Regions from separate parts of the Mus musculus genome. Here regions 2, 3, 4 and 5 are each linked to region 1. A link is a contact called in public Hi-C, HiChIP or PLAC-seq and promoter capture Hi-C data. All regions are on one chromosome and are shown on one strand. Each heading gives the region's core, a stretch centred on a gene start, on an enhancer-like site or on the middle of the called end of the contact. The rest is flanking DNA. Distances are from core to core; before and after follow the strand shown. Region 1 holds the start of Aars2 (alanyl-tRNA synthetase 2, mitochondrial). Region 2 holds the start of Dnph1 (2'-deoxynucleoside 5'-phosphate N-hydrolase 1). Region 3 holds the start of Crip3 (cysteine-rich protein 3). Region 4 holds the start of Tjap1 (tight junction associated protein 1). Region 5 holds the start of Mad2l1bp (MAD2L1 binding protein).

Region 1 (2,623 bases), core at 59-2,558:
GAAGTGAGGCATATTCTTTCCTATTGGATGTCGTGTGTGTATGTGTGTGCCCGTGCCCGTGTATGTGTGGTGTACACACCTGTAACATGTGGACATGTGCTTGTGAAAGTCAAAGGACAACTATGGGTGACTGTACTTAGGAGCTAATTTTTGTTTAAAACAGGGTCTCTCATTAGCTTGGGACTTTGATGTTGGCCAGACTAGCTTGTCTGTGAACTTCTTCAGGGATCTGTTTCCATCTCCCATCTGGCCATTCCAGCATCATAGGCACACACCGTTAGCCCGCACTTTAAATTCGAGTTCTGGGGAATCCACAAGCACTTTACCAACCCAGTCATCTTTCTGTCTCCCCTATAACACACTGTGTTTAGCTCTTGGTCACAACATCCAGCACTCAGGGTTCAAAGACTTTAACTCTAGAGCTCCCTGGAAACTCACCTTAAAATATTCACCCCCGAAAGCCCAGTTGCCAAGCATCTCGAAAAACGTATGATGAGAGAGATCACGCCCCACATCCTCCAGGTCGTTATGGCGTCCTCCAGCCCTGACACACTTCTGGCTATTAACTACACGTCGGAAGCCTGCCATCTCACTTCGTGGATCCACTGTGCCCAGGAAGATGGGCTTGAACTAGAAGCACATAAAAGTCAGGAAGGGTAGAGAAGAGGTAAATGAACTTAAACAAGAGACTCTGCCTAGTAAAAAGTAGTAAAATTTACAGATAAGGGAAGTGGTTGGACAGAATCAAAGCTTCAAGAATATTACCAAGCACCTAGCAGGAGTGCAATAAATGTCTACTCAATGGATGAATTTTATTTATTTAAATAGTCTTCCACTCAGAGCCTGCCCCTCAGGACTTCACAGCTGCTATCCAGAGATAATAAACTTAATTTCTCCCCACAAGTTTCCAAGCTAATTCCCCAAGACCTAACCAGGCCCCCACCCCATTTTACCCAGCCTCTCTTCCACTCAGAGTTCCGCCCCTCACTTTTTTGGTCCAATCCTGAAGCGCTTTTCTCAGGCTGACTCCCGAGCTCCGCCCCCGATCGGTGTGGCCCCGCCCCTACCTGGTTCATGCCTGCATTGACGAAAAGCAGGCTGGGGTCGCCGCGCGGCCTCACGGTAGCGGAGGGCACGAGCCGGTGGCCGTGGCGATCTCGGAAGAAGCTCAGGAAGGCGTCCCGCACGGCCGCTCCGTGGGGTGGACCGGGCTCGGTTGAGAAAGGCTGCCATGGGCACGACCTCCCAATGGCTCGCCGCAGCTTACCGGCTGCGGCAGCCAACGCCACCGCCATCTTAGCTCCGGGCAACGGCTTCGCGGGGTCAAAGAGTGACGTTCGAAAGGACGCCTAGTGTTTCCTACAGCGGCCCCTGGCGGGTGGAAGACTTGGGGGGGGGGCAAGTCTCAGCTTCTAGTGAAAGTGTTTCCCCAAGAAGGGGACTTCTTCCCCTGGCGAGCGGCTCAGCATACCGTAACTTTGCATAGAGTAGGCCCTTAATTCATCCAGGATTGAACAGATAATTATAAAAAGATCATTACATGCTAGGCTGTATTTTGAACGTTAGTAGCAATATTAACACAATGCCTCTGCTTCCAAAATCTGTATTCTGGCAGTAATGGTTGTTGTGCTATTGATTTTGTGGAGTTGCAAAGGAACAGGTGTGGGTGCAATTCGGTGCGTGGACCGTGTGGTTTGTGCTGATCCAGGCTGAAGAGTGCCAAGGGATCGTGAGTATTCAAGAGGTGGTCAAGAACCCTGCGTAAGTGCCAGGCACTGCTCTAAGACCTTGCCAGGTCCTCTTCTGCCCTCGGTTTGCAGAGCCACTTTGTCCTTAGGGACTGAAGCAGGTTCTTTGGAGCAGGAGTCTGGTGGAGACACAGAAGCCAGACTGCATCTGCTCCATTATTAATTGCTTAATGACATTTGGTCTTTTAATTTGCTTGGGGATGAGAGAATCCAGGTCGACAGGTCAGGACAAAGCTGTTGGCTGAGAGCTGTGGCGATGGCTTTCCATGAGCCTCCCAGGGCCCTGAGGCTTTGAATTTTGCTGAGAGAAAAGAGATACCTGTCCTGGCAGGCCCAGTCCCCTTGACTTCCTTTCTATGGTAACAGACCTTGTGGGTGCAGCTAGACAGCTCAAGGACTTCTCATGATGACCTTGCTTGACCTTTAGTCTGGGAAAGTTAGCAGATCTAGGAAGAGAAAGGGATTTGCCAAGTTTAAGACCCAACAGAGCAGTGGTTCTCACCCTGTGGGTTGCAACCACATAGGGTTGCATATCATTCATTTACATTACGATTTGTAACAATAGCAAAATTACAGTTATGAAGTAGCAATGAAATAATTCTATGGTTAGGGGCCATCACAACATGAGGAACTGTTTTAAAGGGTTGAAGCATTAGGAAGGTTGAGAGCCACTGCACTAGAGGTTACAGAACTGAGGTCTTTGTGGTCAGAAGGACAGCCTTGGCCACCCAGGGGGCTCTTTTGGCCACCAGTCTTTGTGTGTTATTTGGGTCTTTTGAACTTTTGAAGCACAGCTTCTTTTCGGGGAATACATAGTCTATTTTGGACTTGAGTTTCTATAGCAATAGTGAATTCTGACAAGCCTGTATATCTAT
Region 2 (2,623 bases), core at 79-2,578, 990 kb before region 1:
ACAGTTTCCAGTTTGAATCAACTCTGCTGTTTAGGACGGTAAGGCTCTGCAGGTGGCAGAGCAGAACCACACTGTCTAAAACTTCTTTTGTGAGCCTGAGGATCATGGCTCATAGCACTAATCCCAGCCCCGGGAGCAGAGGCTGGGGAAATCTGTGAGTTCCAACACAGCCTGGTCTACACTGTAAGTACCATGATGGCCAGGGATATGTAGAGAGACCCTGTCTCAAAAAACAAACTAACAAGTTGTGTGTAGCAGCAGGTGCCTGTAGTTCTAGCACTTGGGCGGTGAAGGCAGGAGGATGGCGAGTTCTAAGGCCATCCTTGGCTACAAGTCTGACGTCACTGTGCGTTTATGACAGCCTGTTTCCAAAATAAAGAAAAGAAAAAGAAAAAGCAAGAAAAGTGACTAGGGGAGAAAACCCAGATTCAAAGGTTTTCTCCAGGCTATCACACTCTGTAGACTGTTTTGTCTCATTTCTTTGAGACAGGGGTTAACTCTGTAGCCCAGGTTGGCCTGGAACTCATCCTACCCTCTGCCTCCAGAGTGCTGACATTGGCGCTGAAGGTGGAGAACTATCAACAAAACACACCATGCGCTAGCCAAGCATAAGCACAAACAGGTTCTTTCCAATCCCCTGGCATTTTTTGCCTACGATTGATTCTTTGTCTTTTAAAAGATTCTCCCAGAATTGCTTTAGAGTCCACAGCTTAGGAGTTTGTTCTTGCATGGGGCAAGGGAGATCTACTTAAAAGTTTTTGGAGCAGAAATACAAGAGTTCTAGGTACAACTTTCCTACTGGAGGAGTGCTTATCCAGACCAGCTTATCAAAGCCTTGCTAGCCCAAAGCTGGGTCTGGGCTGTCACTTGCTTCCAGTGTGCTGGACAGGGACACTTGACCTGCGCATGGAACGTACACATATAATCCAGGACCTTCCATAGCCAGCCGGTCCCCTAACCATTACGAGGTCCTAGTCTGCAGATCCCCTAGCCTCCGGTCTAGCCTGCGGGTCACATGAGCTGCGGGTTCCCCAGGTTGAATGTCTACTAGCCAGTGGGTCTCCTATCCGGCAAGTCCCTAGTCAGCCGGTCCCCTTAGCCTACAGGTCCCCAGCCTGCGAGTCTCCAGCCCGCGTCGCCTCACCACGCGGCTCCAACTCAGCATCAGCCACGTGCTCAGTGAGCACCTTCCCATAGCGCCGCAGCCGGGATACGATCCGCGAATACAGAGCTTGGTCTTCCCGCCCGCCGCGGATGCTCCCGCAGAAGTACACAGAGCATGGAACCAGCTCCCCGGATGCCGCCATCGCCGCGCGCGGGCAACCGCTGCCGCCGCTACCACGTGACCTGGGAAAGCGACTCCCAGAGGTAAGGGGACCTTCTTCAAGCTCGCTCTCTTCCCGGATAGGCTCTTCCCGAGCCAACCCGCTCATTAGTTCTGACTCCTCCCCGTGACCTGCCCCTCCCCAGCTCCTAGCTATTCAAGTAGTTCTGTACGGATCTCAGTGCTCTCAAACTCTGTACGGGATCCATAGGCAACTGTGATTGGCTCTCATTAATCTTTCCAAAATTTAAAAAAGATTGTTAACTTATTTTAAAAATATTTTATTATTCATACATGTATGTAGTGTTTTAATCAAATCTAACCCAGTCTCTCTCTCCCCTCCAATCCATCTTCTATCCCCTACACCAACTTCATTTTTATTTATTATTTAAAATAATTATTATCTTTGATTATTTTATTATTTTATGTGTATAGGTGTTGTGATGGTTTGTTTATCCTTGGGCCAGGGAGTGGCACCATTTGGAGGTGTGGCCTTGTTCAAATAGGTGTGACCTGGTTGGAATAGGTGTGTCACTGTGGGTGTGGGCATAAGATCCTCACCCTAGTTGCCTGGAACTCAGTCTTCCACTAGCAGCCTTTGGATGAAGATGTAGAACTCTCAGCAATGCCTGTGCCATGCCTGCCTGGATACTGCCATGCTCTCACCTTGATGATAATGGACTGAACCTCTGAACCTGTAAGCCAGACCCAATTAAATGTTGTTTTTTATAAGACTTGCCTTGGTCATGGTGTCTGTGCACAGCAGTAAAAGCCTAACTAAGACAGGTGGTTTGCCTGAGTTTATATCTCTACATCATGTGCATGCCTGATGCCCCAAGAAGCCAAAAGAGCACAATGAGCTAACCTGAAACTGGAGTTACAGACACAGTGAGCCACCATGCAGGTGCTGACAATCCAACCTGGGTCCTCTGGAGAGTGGCCAGTGCTGTTAACCACTGAACCATCTCTACAGCTTCCCTCCCTACCCACTGAGCCCATTAGTGCTACCTATGTGTGCACCGGTGTGGAACCATCTACTGGAACAAGTACAGGCAGCCTCTCAGGGTCGTGCCTGCCTCACCAGCTGTTAGCTGTCAGCAACGCTTCAGCTATTGGCATGGGGCCCTTCTCCACACAGGGTAGGGTTTGGACCAGCCTGATCGTGCACGGGCAGTCATAGCTTCTATGAGTTATGTGTGTAACCCCACTGTCATGTCCAGAAACAATGTTTTCATGGCAGTCCCTCTGTCTTTCAACCCACTCTTCCATGGAGATGGCCCATTTACATTCAAACACTCT
Region 3 (2,623 bases), core at 86-2,585, 920 kb before region 1:
GGTGGTCATTTGTCTTCTCTGGGCATCTCTTGTAAAATGAGGGTGATCATGCTATCTGTCCAATTTACCTTTTAAACTCAACTCACACGAGAGCAGAAAAACAGGGCCAGCAACAGGACCACAGTGTCTACTGCAGCCTGAGGAAGGGTCAGAAGGAGAACAACTAACGCCTGCCTTCACTTACTTTTCTTGGCCCGGGAGAGGCCAGTCCTTGGCCTGGGGGGGCTAAAGTTGCTGGGGCTGAGGGAAATGCGGCTGGCAGGAGGGGGAGTTGGGAGGTTGTAGAGATAGCAGCCCACACCACCAATGTTGACCCCTGCAGAGAGAAGACCCAATAATGGAGGTCAGGCTCTAGTTCCTAGCCACAAGGAAAGTTTGTGGCCCCTGGCCCCTTCTAGGCTGGAACTTACCTCTAGGTCCAAAGAGAGCCCCATAGCAAGGCTTGTGGCAGTATGGTCTCCCGTTGTGCTGGGCACAAGCACAGGCAGAGGGAAGGGTCACTCAGGGCCAAAGGGACATGCATGCCTGTACAGGCTTTCTCAATCCAAGCTGTCAGGTGCATATGTGCACTGCAGCTAGTCTGATGGATCTTGTAGGGATGGGTGGTAGGCTAGCGTGTCCAATTGCCATTGTGGAATAGGGGTAGAGGTGGGAGACAGAGCAGCTGCGTACCCCTCCCTCAGAACCATGGGTCAGCAGCAGCTCTGAGCCTGTCAAACTCTGGCTCACATGAGGCTCAATGGGTGGGTCACCCCGAGCTTGTTTGTGGAGGTTCCTTTGCCTTTGACAGGTCTCCAAGGCTGAAATTGGGGTCTATAGGAGTAGGGGTGTGACAGAGGACTGTCACCCTGGCCAGGCCTCACCTCTGCATGCCCGCCAGGGGACAAGATGCTGTGACAGCGCTCACATTTCAGGCAGAAACGGTGCCAGTTCTTGCCTAAGGAGCTCACCTTCTCAGCTGTGGGGAACAAGGTGGGTTCGGGCTGCAAAAAATCCAGCCCAGCCCTGCTTTTGCCCTTTCAGCCTTCTGGGAAAACCGGCCCAGCCAGCCTCGCTCCCTGGAGACAATGAATATTGTTTCCAGGAAGAAGCTCCATCCCACCCTGGTGTCTCTTGCTTGGGCTCTTGGAGGTGTGGCAGGCACTTTGTTTTCAAGCGCAAGCGCGCGCGAGAGACACACACACACACACACACACACACACACACACACACACACACACACACAAATACAGGGGACCCGGGGGCTCAAGGTTGCCTTTACTCCTCCTAGGTCCCAGCCTTACCAAAGTAAACGGGTTGCTGACAACGCGGACAAGTCCAGCTCATGGTTCTTCATGAGATAGCTTAGTCCAAGCAGCAACTATAGGAGCCCGCTGATATGCCCCGCCCCTCCACCAGCCCTGCCCACTATTCAGCTTTGAGCCCGTTTGAGTTGTGGCTGCTCATTGGGCACACACACACACACACACACACACACACACACACACACACACACACACACACAAACTTAGAACTGAGGGACCCTGAGACTTATCAACTTACTTTAAAGAACTTCAAAGTGGGATACAGACTTGGGAGGGAGGGAGCCCTGAGTTCAATGGCCTCTCTGGTCAGTGAGAAGCAAGAAAAGGCACCATCAGGCATTCTTTAAGTGGTTTAATTCTTCCTTAGTGGAGGAGGGCCGGAAGCAAGGGAATGTGAAGGCCATCTTCGCTAAACCATATTTTTTGTTTGTACTGGAAGTAGTAACATGGTAACAGTCTCCATGGCACAGGGTTGTAATGAGAACTGGGCAAGTTAATCTCAACAGCGCAGTGCCAGGCACATAACTGCTATGCAAGCACCATGAAGAACCCTGTGCATATATATAGAACTCACATCCCGGTCTATAAGTCCCAAAATGTGCCCCTACGTACAGCTGGTCTACAACCTGCTCATACGATTATCACATCTGTTAAACACCAGCCACATATTTCTAACTTAGTTTAAGAGTGTAAAATGGGGGGTTGGCGAGATGGCTCAGTGGTTAAGAGCACCAACTGCTCTTCTGAAGGTCCTGAGTTCAAATCCCAGCAACCACATGGTGGCTCACAACCATCCGTAATGAGATCTGTTGCCCTCTTATGGTGTGTCTGAAGACAGCTACAGTATACTTACATATAACAATAAATAAATCTTTAAAAAAAAAAAAGAGTGTAAAATGTTGTGGAGTCACCAATGATCACCCCAGAAGGTGAGGGATAGTTCCAACCCAATGGTCACACAGATGGCTCCGGTTAAACTAAATGGGTCACAGAACAAAACACAAACTGAAGATGATGAACCTGGGAAGGAACAGTAGGGACCCAAGTGGTAGTGTTCAAAATGAGACAGGAGATGGTGTGTAGGATGGCAGAAATCAGACTACATTACAGACTTGTGAAACTGACAAATAACAAAATTAATTTAAAAAAACCCCGTAGAAACCACTGCCCCCAAATCATTGATAGAATAAATTTAAGTTGTAGAATGCATTTTAACTTTTAAAGCAGACTTTATTATAAACATTATTTTTTTACCAGTTATGCAGTTATTCAGATGAGATTTTTTTAAAAGATGTCTTTTTAAAAAGATTTATTTACTT
Region 4 (2,623 bases), core at 40-2,539, 780 kb before region 1:
TGTGTGTGTGTGTGTGTGACTGGGATCCTGAATGACCACAGACGTGATCATTTGAACAAGGACACACCTGTTGGTGACTCCCTAGAAGGAGAACATTCCAGCCACAGGAAACAGAAAGCCGGAAGCCTCAACATGCTTAGCAGGCCCCAGGAAAACCTGCTGCCTAACCACTGTTGTGGGCTGTGCACCTGCTATGGGACATCCACACGTGCTCTTTGACTTGAAGAGACGTTAGGGCAAAGGGACGCAGCAAGTAAAACAACAACTCTGGAACCGGAGAGGTGCTCAGCCGTGAAGAGCATCTGCTGCCCTTGCAGAGGACCCAAGGTCAGCTCCCAGCACCTACATGGTGGTTCACAACTGCCTATAACTCCATTTCCCGGTGATGCCATACCCTTTTCTGACCTCTACAGGCTCCTGCATGCACATACAGAGACGTGGGCACATACACATAAAGTAAACTCATAAATAATTATGGTACAGGATATCTGTTATAAAGTTCGGTGTAACTAGTTAGAGCCGTCTAGTAAAAGGAGCTTCAAAGAGAAGGCTTTTTGGAAGCGTTGACAGTTTAAGAATGGCAACTGAAAACTGGGCCTACCGTCTAATACCCGTAATACCAGGTGCGTCTCGATGCTTGCCTGGGCTACATAATGAATTTGAAGTCAGCCTGGGCTGACTCTCCCCTCCCTCCAAAAACAGTATAAAATTGACCTCCTGAGTGGAGGAACTGGATTGCAGATCTCAAGGCTTGATTTTCTGATAACACAAGACAATTTAAGAACCTGAAGACTTTTGGGAGAGGTGGGAAGCACGGTTGAAAAGGGTGGTAGAGACTGGGTCGTGCGTTATCTTCCGTTGAGATGAAAAGCTGGCATTTTCCTTTGCCTTGTGTGGCACCCTGAAGTCAGAAGCCAGAGGCTCTCTGTGAGTTCAAGGTACAAAGTGAGTTCACATTCCAAGGCCAGCCAATGAGGCCTGATGGGTGGGAGTGGCAATGAGAGTCGGGGTACGTGGAGGGGTGTGTTGGTATTTTTCTTTGTATACGAAGCATCTTGTATTTTTTAAGCGTTGTTCTCTATTTTTTCCCACAGTACCAGCCTTTTCCCCTTTCTCACTGTTGAGTCCTACTTCCAACACCGACTTCCTTCTTCCCTTACCAGGTCTGCAAAGGAGGAGATTCCCACTTTCCCAGCATCACCAGGAGTCCTAACGCTTTACCCCGAGGCCCCGCCCCCAGGCCCGCCCCTCCGATGACGCACGGCGCCCGGTGCGTGGGGATTCCCGCGGTCCAGGCCCCTACCCGGCCTGCCCCGCGGCAAGATGGCTGCCTGAAGGAGAGGCCCCGGCAGAAAGTTTGTTGTGGGATTTTTGAGTAGTCGCGCTGGGTGGCGAGAGTTGAGGGGGTTTGCGGAACTCTAGCATGGAGTAGAGATGGAGGGAGGGAACAGCTCCGAGGTGGAGAACTAGGATGCCAGGATGGAGGAGGGTTGGAGGCGGAAAGAAAAAAAAATGCCGATGGGGGCGGAGGGGAGGGAGCCTGGAATTTGGTGGCAGCCCTAGGGGAGGAGATGGGGCGGGGGTGGGGGGTAGCCAGAAATAGGTGTGGTTCGGCTTCTGGAGGAGCAATCGCTCACGGATTGAAAAAGTTACTTCTCTCAGAGTAAGGAAGCCTGGAGCGCGAGGCAGAGGCCTGACTCCCCCAGGCCGGTGGGAGGGGAGATGGCTCTCGTAGTCGGGAAGGGGTAGGAGTGAGATGTGGAGCGTGCAGGGCGGGTCTCCCAAGGAGGGGACCGAAGCCAGTCGTGTGACCCTCTTCCAGGCTTAGATTAGCCTTACCCATAGCCCCTATAGCAACGTCTGCCCCCATTTCAGCTTGAAGACCCAAGGGCCCCAGGGACTGGAAGAAATCACATTGCCTGCTTGGAAAGAAGAGGTAGCAACTTGCCCCAGCCCAACCCCAGAGCGGGTAAGATGGTTTGCAGAGGCAGGGTTTTGAGCGATAATCTCCCTGGGAGAGGATCCATGGATTTGGTGAATCAGTTAATCCGAGAAGTTTGCTTGCTCTTCTACAGAGGTTTTTGTTTTTTGTTTTTTTGTTTTTTGTTTTGACTGTGATCTTTAGTTGGTGTTTGGTAAGACTGCTGGCTACCTTGTGGGAGCTGGTGTAGAGTTGAGTGTTGCTTGCCTTCAGCTGTATAAACAACTCTGGGCAAGTAGACGGTCCACTAAAAATAGTCTTCCTTTCTTAATTGTTTTGTTTATTGTTTTTTGAGATAGGGTCTCACAGGGTAGCTCTTCCTGGCCTGGAACTCTCTATGCAGAGTGAGCTGAAAGTATTCTGGCGGATTCTTGTCACAAAGCAGCTCCCTGTTTGTGTTACCATGTCTTCTTCCATTTTCCCCCTCAAGTTGTCAAATGTGCCATTCTGCCTGGAAGTAGTAGACCTGCGGTGGGTGGCAGACGATGGGGAGTCACAATCAACTTTCTGATGGGGTTCACCGACGTTTAGGTCATTTCTATGAGCAGCTCCCGAATTCACTCCTGGTGCATGTCTGCTTTGGCATTTTTTTTTCCTTTTTGGTAAGAAGATGTTATTGGTGTTCCTTGGTTGTGGCCTGGG
Region 5 (2,623 bases), core at 92-2,591, 650 kb before region 1:
AATCTCAGCATTTGGGAGGCAGAGACAGGCATATTTCTGAGTTCGAGGCCAGCCTGGTCTACAGAATGAGTTCTGGACAGCCAGGGCTACACAGAGAAACCCTGTCTTGAAAAACAACAGCAACAACAAAGAACTTATTTATTATCGTTACATGTTTGACCTTATAAACCCCCCCCCTTTTTTTTTTTTGACACAGGGACTCTCAGTATAGCCCTGGATATCCTGGAATTCACTCTGTAGACCAGGCTGGCCTCAAACTCTAGATCTACCTGCCTCTGCCTCCCCAGTGCTGGGATTAAAGCTGATATGACCATACCCAGCCATAACATGTTAATGTACTCGCGTCACTTCCCCATTTGTGTTTGTGAGTGAGCCTGTTACATAGTGGTGTAGAGGGACTCTAGTCTCTCCTTTCACTTTGTGGGTCCTGTTTGAACTCAGGTCATCGAGCTTGGCAGCAAGCTTCCTTATGTCTGTGGCATCTCCCAGGATTCCTTCCTGCCCTACTTTGAAAAAGCTTATTCATCCCCCTATGTGAGATCAAGTTCAAACTTCACTTGGGAATTCCTGTCATGACCTTGATGCCGTTTATCTATTACCACCTTAACAATTCAGGTAGGCCTGGAACTCAGGAACTCTGCCTCCTGAGTGCTGGGATTAAAGGCGTGCACCGCCACTGTCCTGCTAAAAACCTTAACTCTTTATAGTATTATAAGGGTCTATGACGGGCGTGGTGGTGCACGCCTTTAATCCCAGCATTTGGGAGGCAGAGGCAGGTGGATTTCTGAGTTCGAGGCCATCCTGGTCTACAAAGTGAGTTCCAGGACAGCCAGGACTATACAGAGAAACCCTGTCTGGAAAAACCAAAAGAAAAAAAAAAAAGGGTCTATGATTTGCTCAAGAAAGATAACCCAGACTCAAACAGTATGTAAACACAAAGAGTGTTTTATTCTGCAGAAGTCCAACATGCTGGAGTCTCCCATTACCAAGATAGAGAGACCCCGAAGTGAGTTCAAAGGCTGGATTTAAAGCACTATTAAGCGAATTCCAGGGAGGGGTAGGTGAACTTCTAGTTTACTTAATCTTGGCTCTATCTCTAAGGACATTCCAGAATGGGGGGTTGGGGGCGGGGTGGGTGCTGGAAACTATTGCTGAGAAAAAAAAAAAAAAAAAATGAAGGCATCCCCAGCCCCAGGGGACGACTGGGTCGCCTAAGTGGGAGGGGCCAAGAGCTCCCCGGCTTGGGTGTGGTTCAAGTCATCTCCAACCTCCACCATTCAGCGGCTGCGCTGAGTCCCTTCTGGCTGGTAAGAGCCGGAAGTGGAGCTTAAGCTTCCCATGATTCTTTGCGGGGCGTCTATTTTAACCGCAGGACGACTAGGCTGGCAGTCGCGATGGCTGCGTCCGGTGAGGAGGATATGTCCGAACTGTCCCCTGCTGCTGCCCCAAGTAAGGCGTGGGATCCATAACTTGGGGACTCGTTTCTTCCCTGCTGCTACCTCCCCAGATGCATTTAGTGGCTGACGTTTCCTCCGTCGTTCCTTTCTGTCCTTGTTCCTGGTGTCCCAGTCCGCCCTATCTCTGCAAGTCACTCCCTCGCCCTTAAGTGGAATTGTTTTTCCTGCCCTGTCCCCTTGGGTGTTCTGCCCCTGATATTTCATACCGAAACATTAGTCTCAGTCTTCTAAAGCCCCCTTTCCTGTCCCTGATGTCACTTAAATCGTCCCCGGCCAGTATCAGGTTTCCTGTCACCTATGGGAGTGTCTGCTGATGGAGCCTCTGGGAACGCTAAGACTAACGCTGACTTTGACAACCCCTCCCCTTTCTTTACCTTTTCACTTATGGACTAGATTTGGATTGGTATGAGAAGCCGGAAGAAACTCATGCTCCTGAAGTAGATCTTGAGACTGTCATCCCGCCAGCCCAGGAACCTTCCAATCCTGCGGAGCCCTTTTGCCCAAGAGACCTGGTGCCGGTGGTGTTTCCCGGGCCTGTGAGCCAGGAAGACTGCTGCCAGTTTACTTGTGAACTTCTCAAGCATATCCTGTACCAGCGCCATCAGCTCCCTCTGCCCTATGAACAGCTGAAGCACTTCTACCGGAAAGTTCCCCAGGTATGTGCAGGCTTTCTGAGAAAATTGGTGGGAAGACTTTGTGGCTCATAGATGATGGGGAAGTAGAAAAGTGACCTAAGATGTCTTCAGCCTCCCTGCAAGTCTAGGCTTTTGCAGAGCCTTCCTTGCCTCATTTTCTCTGCACTTGGGTCTCTCCCTTTTTTCTCTTGTTCTTTTTCTGAGACTCTTCCTATTACCGGTTGTATGAGGATATTATTAGTTCTTTTTGGAGCTGTACTGATGGTTGTGAGCCATCATGTGATTCCTGGGAATCAAACTCAGGACATTTTCTGCCCGCTCCGGCCCTGCTCACTCTGGCACAAGGGTTTGTTTGTTTGTTTATGGTTTTCTTTGAGACAGGGTTTCTCTGTATAGCCCTGGCTGTCCTAGAACTCACTTTGTACACCAGGCTGGCCTTGAACTCAGAAATCCGCCTGCCTCTGCCTCCCAAGTGCTGGGATTAAAGGCGTGTGCTTATTTATTATATGTAGGTACACTGTAGCTGTCTTC

Evidence for each region. Promoter capture Hi-C pulls out the DNA fragments that hold promoters and counts their contacts. A called contact is a pair of places that touch in the nucleus more often than the background predicts. HiChIP or PLAC-seq counts read pairs in DNA pulled down with a chosen protein or histone mark.
Region 2: a Hi-C map of B cells shows a contact between it and region 1, with 8 read pairs. The contact joins the promoter of Dnph1 here to the promoter of Aars2 in region 1. A contact is called at or near these places in 2 of 39 promoter capture datasets (the 3T3-L1 cell line and liver) and 1 of 484 Hi-C or Micro-C datasets (B cells).
Region 3: a contact with region 1 is called in a promoter capture Hi-C map of hippocampal neurons, with 2.3 times the contacts expected there. The contact joins the promoter of Crip3 here to the promoter of Aars2 in region 1. A contact is called at or near these places in 2 of 39 promoter capture datasets (hippocampal neurons and liver).
Region 4: a contact with region 1 is called in an H3K27ac HiChIP or PLAC-seq map of large pre-B cells, with 4 times the contacts expected there. The contact joins the promoter of Tjap1 here to the promoter of Aars2 in region 1. A contact is called at or near these places in 6 of 39 promoter capture datasets (the 3T3-L1 cell line, hippocampal neurons, liver and 2 more) and 2 of 115 datasets of contacts at active chromatin or transcription factors (large pre-B cells and pancreatic cancer cells).
Region 5: a contact with region 1 is called in a promoter capture Hi-C map of pre-B cells, with 3 times the contacts expected there. The contact joins the promoter of Mad2l1bp here to the promoter of Aars2 in region 1. A contact is called at or near these places in 17 of 39 promoter capture datasets (the 3T3-L1 cell line, 3T3-L1-derived adipocytes, the C10 cell line and 11 more), 3 of 484 Hi-C or Micro-C datasets (cerebellum, muscle stem cells and pre-B cells), 3 of 115 datasets of contacts at active chromatin or transcription factors (astrocytes, bone marrow-derived macrophages and large pre-B cells) and 4 of 9 other capture datasets (adipose tissue, liver, macrophages and 1 more).

The regions. Positions count from the first base shown.
Region 1 is chr17:45,505,526-45,508,148 of GRCm38.p6, reverse strand. It overlaps Aars2 (alanyl-tRNA synthetase 2, mitochondrial), which reads right to left and starts at 1,308. Exons shown (of 22, transcript NM_198608.2): 1 at 1,068-1,308; 2 at 439-630. The coding sequence starts at 1,295.
Region 2 is chr17:46,495,494-46,498,116 of GRCm38.p6, reverse strand. Dnph1 (2'-deoxynucleoside 5'-phosphate N-hydrolase 1) reads right to left here and starts at 1,328. Exons shown (of 4, transcript NM_207161.3): 1 at 1,145-1,328. The coding sequence starts at 1,307.
Region 3 is chr17:46,427,654-46,430,276 of GRCm38.p6, reverse strand. It overlaps Crip3 (cysteine-rich protein 3), which reads right to left and starts at 1,335. Exons shown (of 8, transcript NM_053250.2): 1 at 1,284-1,335; 2 at 864-958; 3 at 411-468; 4 at 185-316. The coding sequence starts at 1,326.
Region 4 is chr17:46,281,692-46,284,314 of GRCm38.p6, reverse strand. Tjap1 (tight junction associated protein 1) reads left to right here and starts at 1,289. Exons shown (of 10, transcript NM_001252474.1): 1 at 1,289-1,355; 2 at 1,876-1,969.
Region 5 is chr17:46,152,269-46,154,891 of GRCm38.p6, reverse strand. It overlaps Mad2l1bp (MAD2L1 binding protein), which reads left to right and starts at 1,341. Exons shown (of 3, transcript NM_025649.3): 1 at 1,341-1,449; 2 at 1,851-2,113. The coding sequence starts at 1,395.